Regions from separate parts of the Sus scrofa genome. Here region 2 is linked to region 1. A link is a contact called in public Hi-C data. All regions are on one chromosome and are shown on one strand. The core of a region is the stretch at or near the end of the contact, and the rest is flanking DNA. Distances in the headings are between cores, read along the strand shown. Region 1 holds the start of AQP3 (aquaporin 3 (Gill blood group)). Region 2 has its middle 20 kb from the start of AQP7.

Region 1 (6,632 bases), core at 3,047-5,546:
GTGAAATGTCGAGTCCTGTCCCCAAGCCGGCCCCCTCCCTGAGTTCCCTTCACTCATCCCCAGCCCATACCTGGTCGAAGAAGCCATTGACCATGTCCAAGTGTCCAGAGGGGTAGGTGGCAAAGATGCCAGCTGTGCCATTGGGGCCTGAGACTATAAGCTGGTTGTTGGCGAAGGCCCAGATTGCATCTGGTGACAGATTAGATACCAAATAGGTGAGGGCAGAGGCCTGAGTCCCACCTACCTTCTCAGGCTGGGTCCACCCTCCCAGGGGTCGTAGGTGAGTGTGATCACCACTTTATTACTCTGGAGTGAGGGGTGGAGGGTCTGAGTTTCCATTGTTGCCCAACTCATTTCTTTCCCCTTGTGCCCCCACCCTGGACCTGCACGTGAATGAGTCATGAGCTCAGAGCCTGGACAGGCCCCAGTTAGTTGTCTGTCATCGAAAGGCCTGGTGCTAGCAGGTCCCAGACAGAGGGAGGGGAGCAGTGGAAGAGTGCAGGATGGGAATGCTCACCATAATACAGCCCAAAAATGATCCCAGCACCCAGGAAGGCTCCCAGAGTCTGAGCCAGGGTATAGACGGGCAGCTTGATCCAGGGTTCACGGGCCAGGAAGCACATAGCGAAGGTCACAGCAGGGTTCAGGTGGGCCCCTAAGCAGAGGAGAGATGGGAGCCCCTGTTAGCCCCTGCCTACCACAGTGGGGAGGCCAGGGTTCCCCCCATCCCATGTTCTCCCTCTCTGGCCCTGGTGAGCAGGGGTGCAGAGAAGGGTTTCTTGTGCAGAATGGCAGGTTGGACTATGTAACAGACCAACTCTGCTAATCTCTGATTCCAAGCTGAGCGCCTAAGGTTCTAAGTATCAAATTCCTCCTCTACTCTCCTCTTCCAAGGGTCCAAAGCTAAGGCATGGCTATACCTTGCCCTTGGGAAAGCTCCCCACCCCATCCCATTCTTTAGGGGACACCTGGTGGAAGTTCTGTGGAGGGCTGATGGCTGAGGGTCAGGGGAAGGCCTTACCAGAGACCTGGCCGGCAACAAGGATACCCAGGGTGACAGCGAAGCCAAAGGCCAGGTTGATGGTGAGGAAACCACCATGAGTGCCCCGGCTGAGCACGACCTGTGCCACGGAGCCACAGCCAAACATCTGTGTCAGGAAACAGAACAAAGCAAGGAAAGTGAGGCTCAGCTGAAGACCAGTGACTCCTGCTCCAGAGGGAAGGGAGGAAGCCAGCTACCTCCCTCTGCCTTCATGGGGAGACAGGAGGATGAGAAGCCCTTTCATGGAATCAAACCCCACCCTCTCTTGTGGCAATTATACCCCACAGAAGAGGCAGACATGCCCTCAATGTCCCAACTCTTAATATAACAGGGTCCTATGGAAGGGACTGGGCTCCTATGATTAGGGGCCCAGAAGATGGCTGAACTGCCCTCACTGATTTTCCTTGACTCTCTATGGGAGTGGATGTAAGGGGCACTCTCACCTGAGCAGGTCCTCCCCCAGCCCCTCAGGCCTGGCCCACAGATGTGGGAAGGTTCACTTACCCCCCACCTGCAGCTGCCTCCCTCTCTGCCCCAAAGAGGAGCTGGGGTGGGGGTGGAGGGCACGAAGGAATAAGGAGGAGTCTGGGAGTCAGGCTGGCTTCTCCTGAATCTGGGGTGTCAGAACCCCTGACTCTCCTTGTCACCCTCTCAGCACCTTTAGCCTCCTTGGCCTGTCCCTGTCCCACAGCCTCCTCTCTCTACCCACTCTGCCCTCCTTGCCCCCAGGGGTCCGGGTTCCCCACCCAGATTTGGAGGTTTTAAAGAAAGAGATCTTAGGGGCTTCTCTCACTATTCATAGTCCAGGACCCCCAGCGCAGTGGACGTGGGGAGATTGGTTCTAAGCTTCCTGCCAGAAATGGGATTCAAGGGGACTAAGGTCCCCCATGTCCTGCAAGCCTAGGAGGGGCTGGATATCTGTTCCTCTTGTTTGAATGCAAATATGCTTTGGTACCACCTGTAAAGAGCTATTGTTCTGAGCTCCCCAGTGCCCCCCAAAGCTGCTCCAGCCCTGCCCTGGCTCTCCTCTCCCACCTCACCATAACTGAAGTGTTTATGCTGACCTATCAGAAATTTTCCAAGACCTGTGCTAAGGACCCTTGTCCTTTCTGATGGGTCAGTGTCCCATTGTACTGGATTGTTAAGCATTTTGATTATCCTCCTTCAGGAGGACCAAGAGATAGTGGGGAAGCCAGCGGGTGGTGATGCAGGGCAAAGGTGTACAAGCAGGTGAGAGCAAAGATCAGAGATTGTAAGTGTGTGTGTGTGTGTGTGTGTGTGTGTGTGTGTGTGTGTGTGTTAGAACAGGCACGTGAGGGTCTGGGGCACCCTGCCTGGCTTGGCAGGCCCTGGCCTCGGCTCCTTGCCCATCTGAGGCCCAAACCTGGCTCCATCCCAGGAGGGCTTGGAGGGGGAAGCTGTCAGAGCCAGTTCCACCACCTTGGGACTAATCTTCCTCTTCCTCCCCGCTCCTTCTCGTCTCCTCACCTTACAAGGGACCCCAGAGAAAGAGGCTTCCCGCTCCCTAAACCCAGCCCTCTTTCTGCCACTGTAGGCTCTAGGGCCCCAGCCCACAGAGGTATGCAGGCCAGCCCTCACCCACCACTCGGGGGTCTCCCAGCCTGGTCCCTCCTCCTTGGGCACGGACATCCAGTGCCTCACAAGCACCTGAGCCTGGAAGCCTTCAAAAAGGTAACACCCTCCTTCTGTGGTCAGGGATAATAAGCCAAATGCTCCTAGGGCTCAGCAGGAGGCCTGACTGCTCCTTTGCAGGAGTGGGGATGGGGAGGCGGGGCTGAGACTTGGGTGGCAGTTGGGAGGCCCTTCTGTGAAGGGAAGACAGCTTCCCCTGTCCTTACTGCTCTCAAACAGGGCTGGACCCTAAATCAGAGAGGGCGTGGGGGACACAAGGCTCTGGGGGAGGAGGTGTTAAGCACCTGCCCGCCCACCCCACCCCCACTTCCTAGCACAGGAGAGAGAAGGGATGACTGGCAGGACCATGAGCTGGGGAGGGGCTGTTGATAATTACCCTGCCTGGCTTCCCCCCTTCCTGTTCCTGGAAGCCAGAGAGTCTCAGCCCTCCTCTCCCCATGAAACCTTGTGGGGTGGGCTACCCAGCCCTACTTGTCCCTGGTTCCTCTTCCTAGTCCCCAGGGAGCTGGCTGGTCTGTCTTACCTAGGGCTGGGACTGGGACACGAGCAGGGTACTAACTGAACCCAGAAGTAACCCAGAGAAAAACAGGTGTAACCACAAGAGTGGCTGAAAATCAGAGAGTAACTGGGACAGGAAATGGAGCCCCATAACTGGTGTGTCCTCCAGACCCAAGAAATGCAAACAGAGTCGCCCCGGAACAACCCAGAGCATAACTGGCGTAACCAGGGAATAATTGGGATGGGGAATAACTGGGGTAGGGAAGTGTCCCTCTCAGAGAACCCCCAGAGTAACTGAGATGCTTCTGCACAGAGGCTGACAGCATCTGTCAGGGTAACTGACCAGGTCTAGGAGTCGCTGAGCACTAGGGGTCAAACTTTAATGACACCATGTCTTCTGTGCCTGAGGCAAGGCTGCCTTCCACTGTCTCCTATCTTCAGGATCCTCCTTACTTCCCTCTCTGCTGTGTGCTGTGTGGCTCCCGCCCTCTGCCCCCAGCCCCCGTGGCAAACTGTCCTCACGTCAGAGGAACTTTTGGACTTTCTGAGGCTTAATTATTCATTAAAAGCCAGGCATCCCAGACCCAAATAACCTAATGGGACCCATTTGTCACAGCTCCCATTACCTCTCAGGTCTGGGACTCTGGAAACCTGGGGAACTGTGGGAGCCAGAAAGGGCTGGAGGTCCCAAGCTGCAGAGTGACCCTCCCTCAGCCTGTGGGATAGGTTCCTGTGAGAGGGTAAGCTATCAGAACTGTCACTGGGGCATAACAGCTGTCATTCTGGCAAGAGTCAGAGCTGTCATAGACGGGGTTACAGCTATGGGTGAAGAGTACTCTGGAAGGGGTGAAGTTTGCCGCGGGGTTGGGGAGGGTCGATCAGAGCTGGGAGAGGAATCGGGGCTGTCTTAAAAAACACAGCTCCTCCTGTGCACAGCGGGACCGGGACTTGTGGGTCTGGAGGCAGAAGGGCTTCTCTGGGTCCCTCCACTCACCACGAGGATAAGGGTCCCCAGGCACTCAGCCAGTGCCTGGCGAAGCAGCCGGTAGCGGATATGGAGCATCTCCCCGCAGCGGGTCACCAGCTCCTTCTGTCGACCCATGGCAGGGGCAGGCGGCGGCGCTGTCAGAAGGCGGGTGGCGTCAGGCGCGGCAGCAGTGGCGGCCAGCACCGGGTGGCGCCCTTTATAGCAGCGCTGCGGCTCGCGCCCCGCCCAGCCGCGCGCCTGCCGCAGGAGTTGGGGGGCCGCCCCCTCGGCTCGCCTAGGGGCTAGAGGCGAAGCTGGATTGGAGGAAAGCTAATGAGGGAGGTAGGGGTATGGGGCGTGAGGAGACTTTGGGGGGAGGATTGGCCCCGGGAGGGCGATTAGGGGAGGAAGTGCCTGGAGCTTGAGACCCGTTTGCGGGATTGCTGAGTCTGAGAGCGGAGGGTGGAGTGTAGACATGTGCAGGACCAGGGCCGGAGGGATTGGAACTGCCAAAGAGACCTGCTTGGCTGGCCTACTGTGAACCTCGCTGCCGTCCCTGCTAAGGTGGCAGTGAGAAGAGACAGGACAGGAAGGAAAAGAGCTGGCTCCAGCTCTCCAGGACTCCTGGACCCAGCATGTCAATCAGAGGCCTGGAGGGAGGAGGCTGTGGTCCCCAAGGGAGAAGAGACCCTCTCATAGTCCAGATGGGAACACATGTGCAAGTGTTGAGTTCCAGCCAGAGTCCATGGGCCCTTGCTCCTTGTGCTATTAGTACACGTCCTGACCAACTGGATTCTCAGCTGTTTCCACACATGATGTCTGTTCTGTGTGTCTGACCACCCGTTCTGGGTATCTTTCATGGCTGCACACACATGCCTGTTAAACATGGCTGGGCTTGGAGTTCCCATCGTGGTGCAGTGGTTGACAAATCTGACTGGGAACCATGAGATTGCGGGTTTGATCCCTGGCCTTGTTCAGTGGGTTAAGGATCTGGCATTGCCGTGAAGTGTGGTGTAGGTCGCTGATGCAGCTCAGATTCCGAGTTGCTGTGGAGTAGTCCAGCAGCTACAACGCAGATTAGATCCCTAGCCTGGGAACCTCCGTATGCCGCCGGGCCCTAGAAAAGGCAAAAAAAAAAAAACATGGCTGGGCTGACAGAGCTTGACAACCATCTACCTCCATGCATTTTGCACATGGCTCCAGAGCCTGAGCTGCAGTTGTCCTGACATGCCACATGCCACATTCTTGCCAGCAGGGTGAGTCCCAGCTGTTTTTAACCCTCCCCACTCCCACTCTAGCTGATCCCTGGCCAGGGGTAATTCTGTCCTTTTAAGAGATTAAGCTGGCTGAACTGGAGGGATGTCTGTCCCACCTGAGGGAGGGCATGGGGCAACCCTGCTCCCTAGGCTGCATCTAATAATTGGGAAACAGGTCTGGTCACTTGGGCCCTACTCCCTCAGGACTGGGGCAAATATGCCCTCACCCCAGTCTCTATTGGCAGCATTGCCAGGGGAGACCACATCTTCCACAGGGACTTAATCCAGGTGGGCTAAGGGCCCTGGGGATTTGTTTCTTTTCTTTTTTTTTTTTTTTTTTTTTGTCTTTTTGCCATTTATTGGGCCGCTCCCGCGGCATATGGAATGTTCCCAGGCTAGGGGTTGAATCGGAGCTGTAGCCACCAGCCTACGCCAGAGCCACAGCAACGCGGGATCCGAGCCGTGTCTGTGACCTACACCACAGCTCACGGCAACGCCGGATCGTTAACCCACTGAGCAAGGGCAGGGACCGAACCCGCAACCTCATGGTTCCTAGTCGGATTCGTTAACCACTGCGCCACGACAGGAACTCCCGGGATTTGTTTCTTAAGGAACCGCTGTCAGAAATGAGGGCTCCAGGAATTCCCATCATGGCTGAGCAAAATGAATCCAACTAGTATCCATGAGGATGCAGGTTTGATCCCTGGCCTTGCTCAGTATGTTGAGGATCCGGTGTTGCCATGAGCTGTGTTGTGGGTCGCAGACATGGCTTGGATCCTGGGTTGCTGTGGCTGTGGCATAGGCTGGCAGCTGTAGCTCTGACTCTACTACTAGCCTGAGAACTTCCATATGCCTCAGTGTGGCCTTAAGAGGCAAAAAAAGAAAAGAAAAAGAAATGAGGGCTCCTGGAGTTCCTGTTGTGGCTCACTGGTAATGAACCTGACTAGTATCCATGAGGATGTGGGTTCAATCCGTGGCCCCACTCAGTGGGAGGTAGTTTGCAGACACAGCTTGGATCTGGCATTGCTGTGGCTGTGGCATAGCCTGGCAGCTGCAGCTCTGATTCGCCTCTAGCCTGGGAACTTCTGTATGCCGCACCTGTGGCCCTAAAAAGAAAAAGAAAAATAAGAAATGAGGACTCCATTTTTTGGTCGCTTGGGCCCTTCTCCCTCAGGACTGAGGAAAATATACCCTCACCCCAGTCTCTGTGGCAGCA
Region 2 (6,632 bases), core at 1,966-4,465, 73 kb before region 1:
ATTTAAAACTTTTTAAATGAGTTTATAACCAATATCTTAAGTTTATCACCTTTTCATTTATTTTTTAAATACTATTTTATATTCTTATTGAGGTACATAGTATAGGCACAGGAGGAAAAACATGCAATATCTGATGGAAGAACATCTCAAGGAGAGGGAACGTGACAAAGGCTCAGTGGTGGAACGTGCCATGCCCCTTGAAGGAGCAGCAAAACCATCAGGCCATAGGATGAATAAAGGAGAGAGTAGAGGTCATTGGAAGGCTTAGGGCAGAGGACTGAATGATAAGATCTGGCTCGTTTTTGGAAAGGATCACCCCAGCTGCTATATTGAGACTAGACTATGGGACTGAGTCAGAGCAAGGAGAGAGGCTGGAAGGCCAGTCAGAGGACCACTGCTACAATCCAAGAGTGAGGTGAGAGTGGTTCAAACCTGGGATGCTGAGAAGTGGTTGCATTCTAGATACACTTTGCAGATAATACCTAGAGAACTAGCTGACAGCTGGGTGTGGGGTGTGAGAAGAACAGAGATGACTTCAAAGTTTTTGGCCTGAGCAAGGAAAGAGTGGGAGGAGCAGGCTTGAGGGATGAAAATCTGTCCAGTAGGCGGTTGTCCATGGAAGTCTGAAATCTGGAGACAGGATTGAGCTGGAGATCTAATTTGGGGAGCTGTTGGCATATAATGGTATTTAAAGGCTGGTGAAATCATTTTGCAGGGAGAGGGTGAGTGAGAAGAGGTCTGAGGATTTTGCCCTGGGCACTCTGTCATCAAGAGGCCAGCGTAGGAATCAGCTCTCAGAGCCAGGGCTGGGCCCTGAAGCTGAAGACTCAGTGCTACAGGGAAGTCCTGTGGGGTGAGGCTCCCTGCGGCTTTTCTCCACATTGCTGTGGAGGGTGCGGCTTTGCCTCACTTGCCCTGAGCAGCATGAACCACCTGAGGTAAGGGACTGACCCCAAGGCACAAGTCAGTTTAATCCTCTGAATATTCAGGTTCCTGGGGCAGGGGGAGATCCCAGGCCTTGGCCGCCCCCTCCCATTTAGCTGTCTCTAAAACTCGGGTGCTCCCTAGGGCTCCATCATCTCTACCTTGGTCGCCTCATCAATCTGCCAGCCTATAACTGCCGCCTTGGGCTTGAAAGCTCTTTCTCCAGCCTAGGCCTGTGCCTTTCCCTGGATGTACTTCTTATTCATCTCCTCCAACCTTCAGACTATCGCCGGTGTATCCATTGGTCTCCCCTGCCCAGGCACTGGGCCTCCTTAGGAGTTCACCTTCTCTCTAGTGCCCCCCAACCTGGCCCCAGAGGCCAGGGCATAGGTGGAGGAATGTGGGAGGCAGTGAATCAGGAGCTTGTACTTGCCCTGGCAGGGCTATTCCAGGGGCCTGTTGGAACCCTCATCTGAAGAATCCTCTTTATCAGCCAACAAGGGTTTGGTTGGGTCCCTGGAGGACTCAAAGGCTCAGCCCTAGGTTTATGGGCTCATCTGTGTGCCTGGGCGTACCTGGCCCTGAACTCTGTATCTCTTTGCAGCCTCTGAGCCTCCAGCCCCCACTTACCCAAGCCTAGAGCATCCCCTCCAGAAGGCCCTGGACACACCCTCCAGCAACCCCTGCCCCACCTTAGCTGGAACAGACACAGGGGAGACCATGATCTTTGGCAAACCACACACGGCATTGCTTCACCAGAATGGAATGCTAATGGCAGAACCGAAACCTAAGGCACCTCATTCGTCTGGGCCATCTGACCCCCATTTTGCAGATGAGAAAGCTGATGCCCAGAGAGGTGGGGGGCCTCTGGAGTGCTTGGGGTTTTCATTTATTTAGGGGTTTTTGTTTTTTGAGTGTTTTACTGTTACTTTCACTGTACTTATATGTTTTATGCACATGTTTACAGAATATATTTCACAATTTAAAGACTAAACAAAACCCAGCAGAGATCCTATCAACAAAAGACTGGAATCCCTATTTTTTGCCCCTTACTGAGCCAACCTCCCAGGCCTCAGATTCCTTGAGTGTCGGATGGGCCTCATGATGAGGGGGACATGATGACCAGGGGACCATGCAGGGTATAGTGTTGTTAATAGCACACACCCTCCCCATGTGCCAGGCATAGCTCATTTCCTCATCCCATCAGCCCTGGGAGGTGAGAGCTATTACTATCCTGAGGTCGTACAGCTAGTGAGTGGCAGAATGGATATTTGGATCCAGGTGGGCTGGCCTTGTCTCTGCTCTTAGGTGCATAGTACAAGCCTTGCAGCCAAAGGGAAGGTGGGGTCACACTTCTTGTGGGTTCAGCAGAAGGGTGGGGGGCAGAACCAAGGTCAGGCTGCACAGCCTTCCCCCTCCGAGGTGGGGCCAGCCTGGGATGGCTGCTCCCATCGCTTCTGGGGCTGCAGGACCCCATCAGAAGGAGGAGTGAGTGAGAGCAGCTAGACCTAGGTACAGCCTGTGAGAGTCTGTCCCTTGAAGGCCCTGGGAGAGCAGCAGGGCAGACAAGGAGTAGGCTCTTCCCAAAGCCAGCACCCCCAGGCTGAAGACCAAGCCTTCTATCTGCAAAGCCCTGGAGGGGCCCGGCCTGGGATTGAGGGATTGTTCCTGCCCCATACATCCCCATCTCAAACACATCCTCCAAGAGTTCCCATCGTGGCTCAGTAGTTAACGAACCCAACTAGGATCCATGAAGAACCCAGGTTTTATCCCTGGCCTCGTTCAGCGGGTTAAGGATCCAGCATTGCCACAAGCTGCAATGTAGATCACAGATGAGGCTCGGATCCCACATTACCATGGCTGTGACATAGGCCGGCAGCTACAGCTCTGATTCAACTCCTAGCCTGGGAACTTCCATATGCCACAGGTGCAGCCCTAAAAAAAACAAAAAAGAAAACAGCGTAGGCTGGTGTAGGGGCAGAGTGTCATGGTGGGATCTGTCATGAGACTTCGAAGTGTTTGGGAGCAGTCAGAGCTGGGCGGCTCCCCAGACACTAACAGATCCAAGCCATGTTGTACAGACAGGGAAGGAGGCCCAGAGAAGAGAAGGGTCCTGTCCAGGTCGCACAGCCTGTACAGGTTGGCCTGGGCCTAGGAGAATGGGAGAGAAGCCAGAGCTTTCATCCCAGCTTGGCTTCTGGAGCTGCACCAGTGTGCCTCCTGAGTCCAGCCAGGGAGTAAGGACAGAAGGGGCTGTGTGTGAGCAGAGCCAAGGGCCCCACTAGGCGCCGTGACGCCTGCCCCACCTCATCCTGCCTGCTTCCTTCCTTTCCTGCAGTGGGACCTACCTTTCTCCCCAGGCTTTACCTCGGTTCACTCTCCTTCCTCACTGCTCTGACCTCATTGTCCTCCAGTCCTAGCCTTTCTGTTTCAACAATGGTCCTTCCATGCTCAAGCCTCAGGGCGTTTGCACTGGCTGTTCCCTCAGCCTGGCATGCTCTTCCCTCATGTGTCCATGTAGCCACATAGCTTGCTCCCTTACTCCTTACAGTCTTCAACTCAGTCACTTTCTCAAGCCTACAGTCTTTACACCCTCACATATTTCCTATTCTCCTTTCCTGCTTTTCCTCCTTAGCATGTGTCATGAACACACCTGATTTTGCACAGAATGTCAGCTCCATAAGAACAGGATTTTTTTGTTGTTTTTTTAGGGCCATACCCATGGTGAATGGAAGTTCCCAGGCTAGAGGTCGAATCGGAGCTGTAGCTGCCAGCCTACACCACAGCCACAGCAACACGGGATCCAAGCCACATCTGTGACCTACACCACAGCTCACAACAATGCCAGATCCCTAACCCACTGAGTAAGGCCAGGGATCAAACCTGCATCCTCGTGGATACCAGTCAGGTTGGTTACTGCTGAGCTACAATGGAAACTCCCAGGACTTTTTAATCTTACTTATGCCTGCAGCCTTAGCGCTAGAGTGGTATTGGCACGTTTGTAGGCTTTCATCCAGTCTGCCAAGAGAAGGAAAGGGGTCTGTCCTCTGTGCACAGAAATACTCTGTGACTGGGGTTAGGGCCCATCTGAGCCTGGCATTGCGATCAGAATCTGCAGGGTGTTAGGGCCAGTGGGCCTAGTGCAGGCCTGTGGCTGAGCAGTAGACAGCAGGCAGGGGATCTGGACGGACCCACTGGCTGTTCTGCCTCTGAAGCTACCTCCCAGGGACATGAGGATGCTAGAGGGCTGAAGTGGTCAGTGAGGGGGAGAGGAGGGTGGGAACTACACTCTGGGCCTGGATAGGCCTCTCCCATCTGTGACCGCGGCCTTAGGTTCACATGGCTCTGGGAACACAAGCAACGAGAACAGCCACCCTCTGTGTTTACAGGGTCACTGAGGCTGAGGGAGGGAAAGAGACTTGTCCAGGGACACAGAGGGAGGCAGCTGGCTGGCACTTCCCTAGCCAGTCCAGGCCTGCCTGGTTCCCTGGCTCATCTCCTCCCACTATGGGATGTCACTCACACTCAATCTTTCCTTCCTCCCTCCTGGTGGCCCCAGCCCCATAATCTCATCAGGCCCCATACCTATCACTTCCCACCATCTCTTCTCATGCTATTGCTAGTTCTTCATCTTTTAAAAGACGTGATACTAGGGAGTTCCCTAGTGGCTCAGTGGGTTAGGGATCTGGTGGTGTCACTGCTACGGCTTGGGTCACTGTTGTGTCACAGGTTCTCTCCCTGGTCCAGGAACTTCTGCATGCCATGGGTGCAGTCAAAATAAATAAAATGCTGGAGTTCCTGTTGTGGCTCAGTGGAAACAAATCTGACTAGCATCCATGAGGACATAAGTTCGAACCCTGGCCTCTCTCAGTGGGTTAAGGATCTGGTGTTGTCCTGAGCTGTGGTGTAGGTTGCAGATGCAGCAAGGACCCAGTGTTGCTGTGGCTGTGGTGTAGGCCAGCAGCTACAGCTCTGATGTGACCCCTAGCCTGGGAACTTCCATACATTACGGGTGCTGCCCTGAAAAGACTAAAGACAAAAAAAATTTTTTAAATAATCAAATAGTGATACCAGTGAATGAATATGTATCACAGTTGTAGGTTATAAGCACAGTCATGTAATAAACCCATACATTTACCCCAACTACAGAACTAGAAAATTCTTCACAGCTGGTACCACCGCCATTATGTTCCTCCCCATCTTACCTCCCATCACTCTCTCCTTGTAGGAAGCATCACTTCTTTGTTTTTCTTTTTGGGGCCGCACCCATGGCATATGGAGATTCCCAGGCTAGGGGTCAAATCGGAGCTATAGCTGCTGGCCTGCACCACAGCCACAGCAACATCAGATCTGAGCCGTGTCTGTGAACTACACCATAGCTTATGGCAATGCCAGATCCTTAAGCCATTGAGGGAGGCCAGGGATCGAACCTGCATCCTCATGGATGCTAGTCAGATTCATTAACCACTGAGCCACGATGGGAACTCCACTTCTTTTTTTAAAAGTAGTTTTATCGCATTTGTACACCCACAGAATATATTCCTTTTTTGCATGTTTTTAACAGTAAAACTAGTGTCAGACTGCCTTGCTTTTTATGCCTCCAAACCTTTTCCCTGTTGTTACAGGTAGCCGTTTTACCTTGGTTTTCAGTGATGATCATATTCTGCTGTATGTGACTAGACTGCAGTGTAAGTATCTCTTCCCCTGTTGAGGGACATTTGGGGTGTTTCCAGTGTCGCCTGACCACCCACATTGTGCCCCTTGTCAGCCACACCTCCTGAGAGGTCCACTCCACCCCATAGCTGCCTCTCTGCTGTGCTCCCAGGACCCTGTTCATCGACCCCCTTTGCCTTTCTTCGGCCTCAGCTGTCCTCACACAACCACAGCTTCCCCAATCTCTGTTTCCAGTCTCTTCCAAGCTCCAGACCACAGAAAAGGCATGATGGTTTATTGAACACTTACTCTGTGCCATACACCATTCTCAGTATCACATGTTTTATTTCATTGAATACTCACATTAACACAAGTGGTAGGTAATATTATTAGACCCACTTTACAAATGAGAAAACTGAGGCCCAGAATGGCTAACTTGCCCAAGACTACACACCACACCTCTCGCTCAAGTTCCATAGGCAACTCAGACTCAACATGTCCAGGATGTAACTCATCCTCTTCCCCCTCAAACCAATTCCTCTCCCATGCTCCACATTCAGTAGAGACATCTCCAGCACCTGGGGCCCAAGCCAGAAGCCAGAAGTCAGCCCTGACCCCAGCCGCATCCTCACCCACCATTTCATCCACCTGGAGCCCAGGTCCTGTGAGTATTACCTGCTTGGTATTAGGCCAGTCCTACCTCTCCTTCTGTCCCCAGCACTGACCATTAGCCACCCTGCCATGCTCTTGGCACCATCTCCTTTGGAGGCCCCATACCCCCTTTTCTAGCCCCTGCACACTGCAGCTCAGAGGGGCTTTCTCAGTGTCATCTCTTCATGGCCCCACCTCTAGAAGAAAGCCCTACCTCCTCTGCCCTGTCCCCTCAAACCACAAAATGTGACAACTAGCTCTGGAAGGGACGTGCCCCCCCACCCCCTCTGCTCTGTCTCCTCTAGGAAGCCATCCATGGCCTCCCCCTGAGGCTGGGCTCTGAACCCCCTCTGAGCCCCACATGCAGCCCCTCTTCACCGCTTCACCCCTTTCCTGTGATTACC

Evidence for each region. A called contact is a pair of places that touch in the nucleus more often than the background predicts.
Region 2: a contact with region 1 is called in a Hi-C map of subcutaneous adipose tissue, with 1.7 times the contacts expected there. The contact joins the enhancer-like site here to the promoter of AQP3 in region 1. A contact is called at or near these places in 2 of 5 promoter capture datasets (fetal skeletal muscle and liver) and 9 of 47 Hi-C or Micro-C datasets (blood, fetal heart ventricle, fetal skeletal muscle and 5 more).

The regions. Positions count from the first base shown.
Region 1 is chr10:33,043,038-33,049,669 of Sscrofa11.1, reverse strand. AQP3 (aquaporin 3 (Gill blood group)) reads right to left here and starts at 4,296. Exons shown (of 6, transcript NM_001110172.1): 1 at 4,188-4,296; 2 at 1,022-1,148; 3 at 518-655; 4 at 71-189. The coding sequence starts at 4,295.
Region 2 is chr10:33,115,379-33,122,010 of Sscrofa11.1, reverse strand. It overlaps a transcript of AQP7 not described here. Among named protein-coding and RNA genes, the nearest start is that of AQP7, 20 kb to the right of the region's middle. Within about 2 kb of position 3,215, at least 4 of the 83 cell types and tissues checked have an H3K27ac peak or open chromatin away from gene starts, as enhancers often do. A contact at or near this core is called in retroperitoneal adipose tissue and subcutaneous adipose tissue, where this site is marked.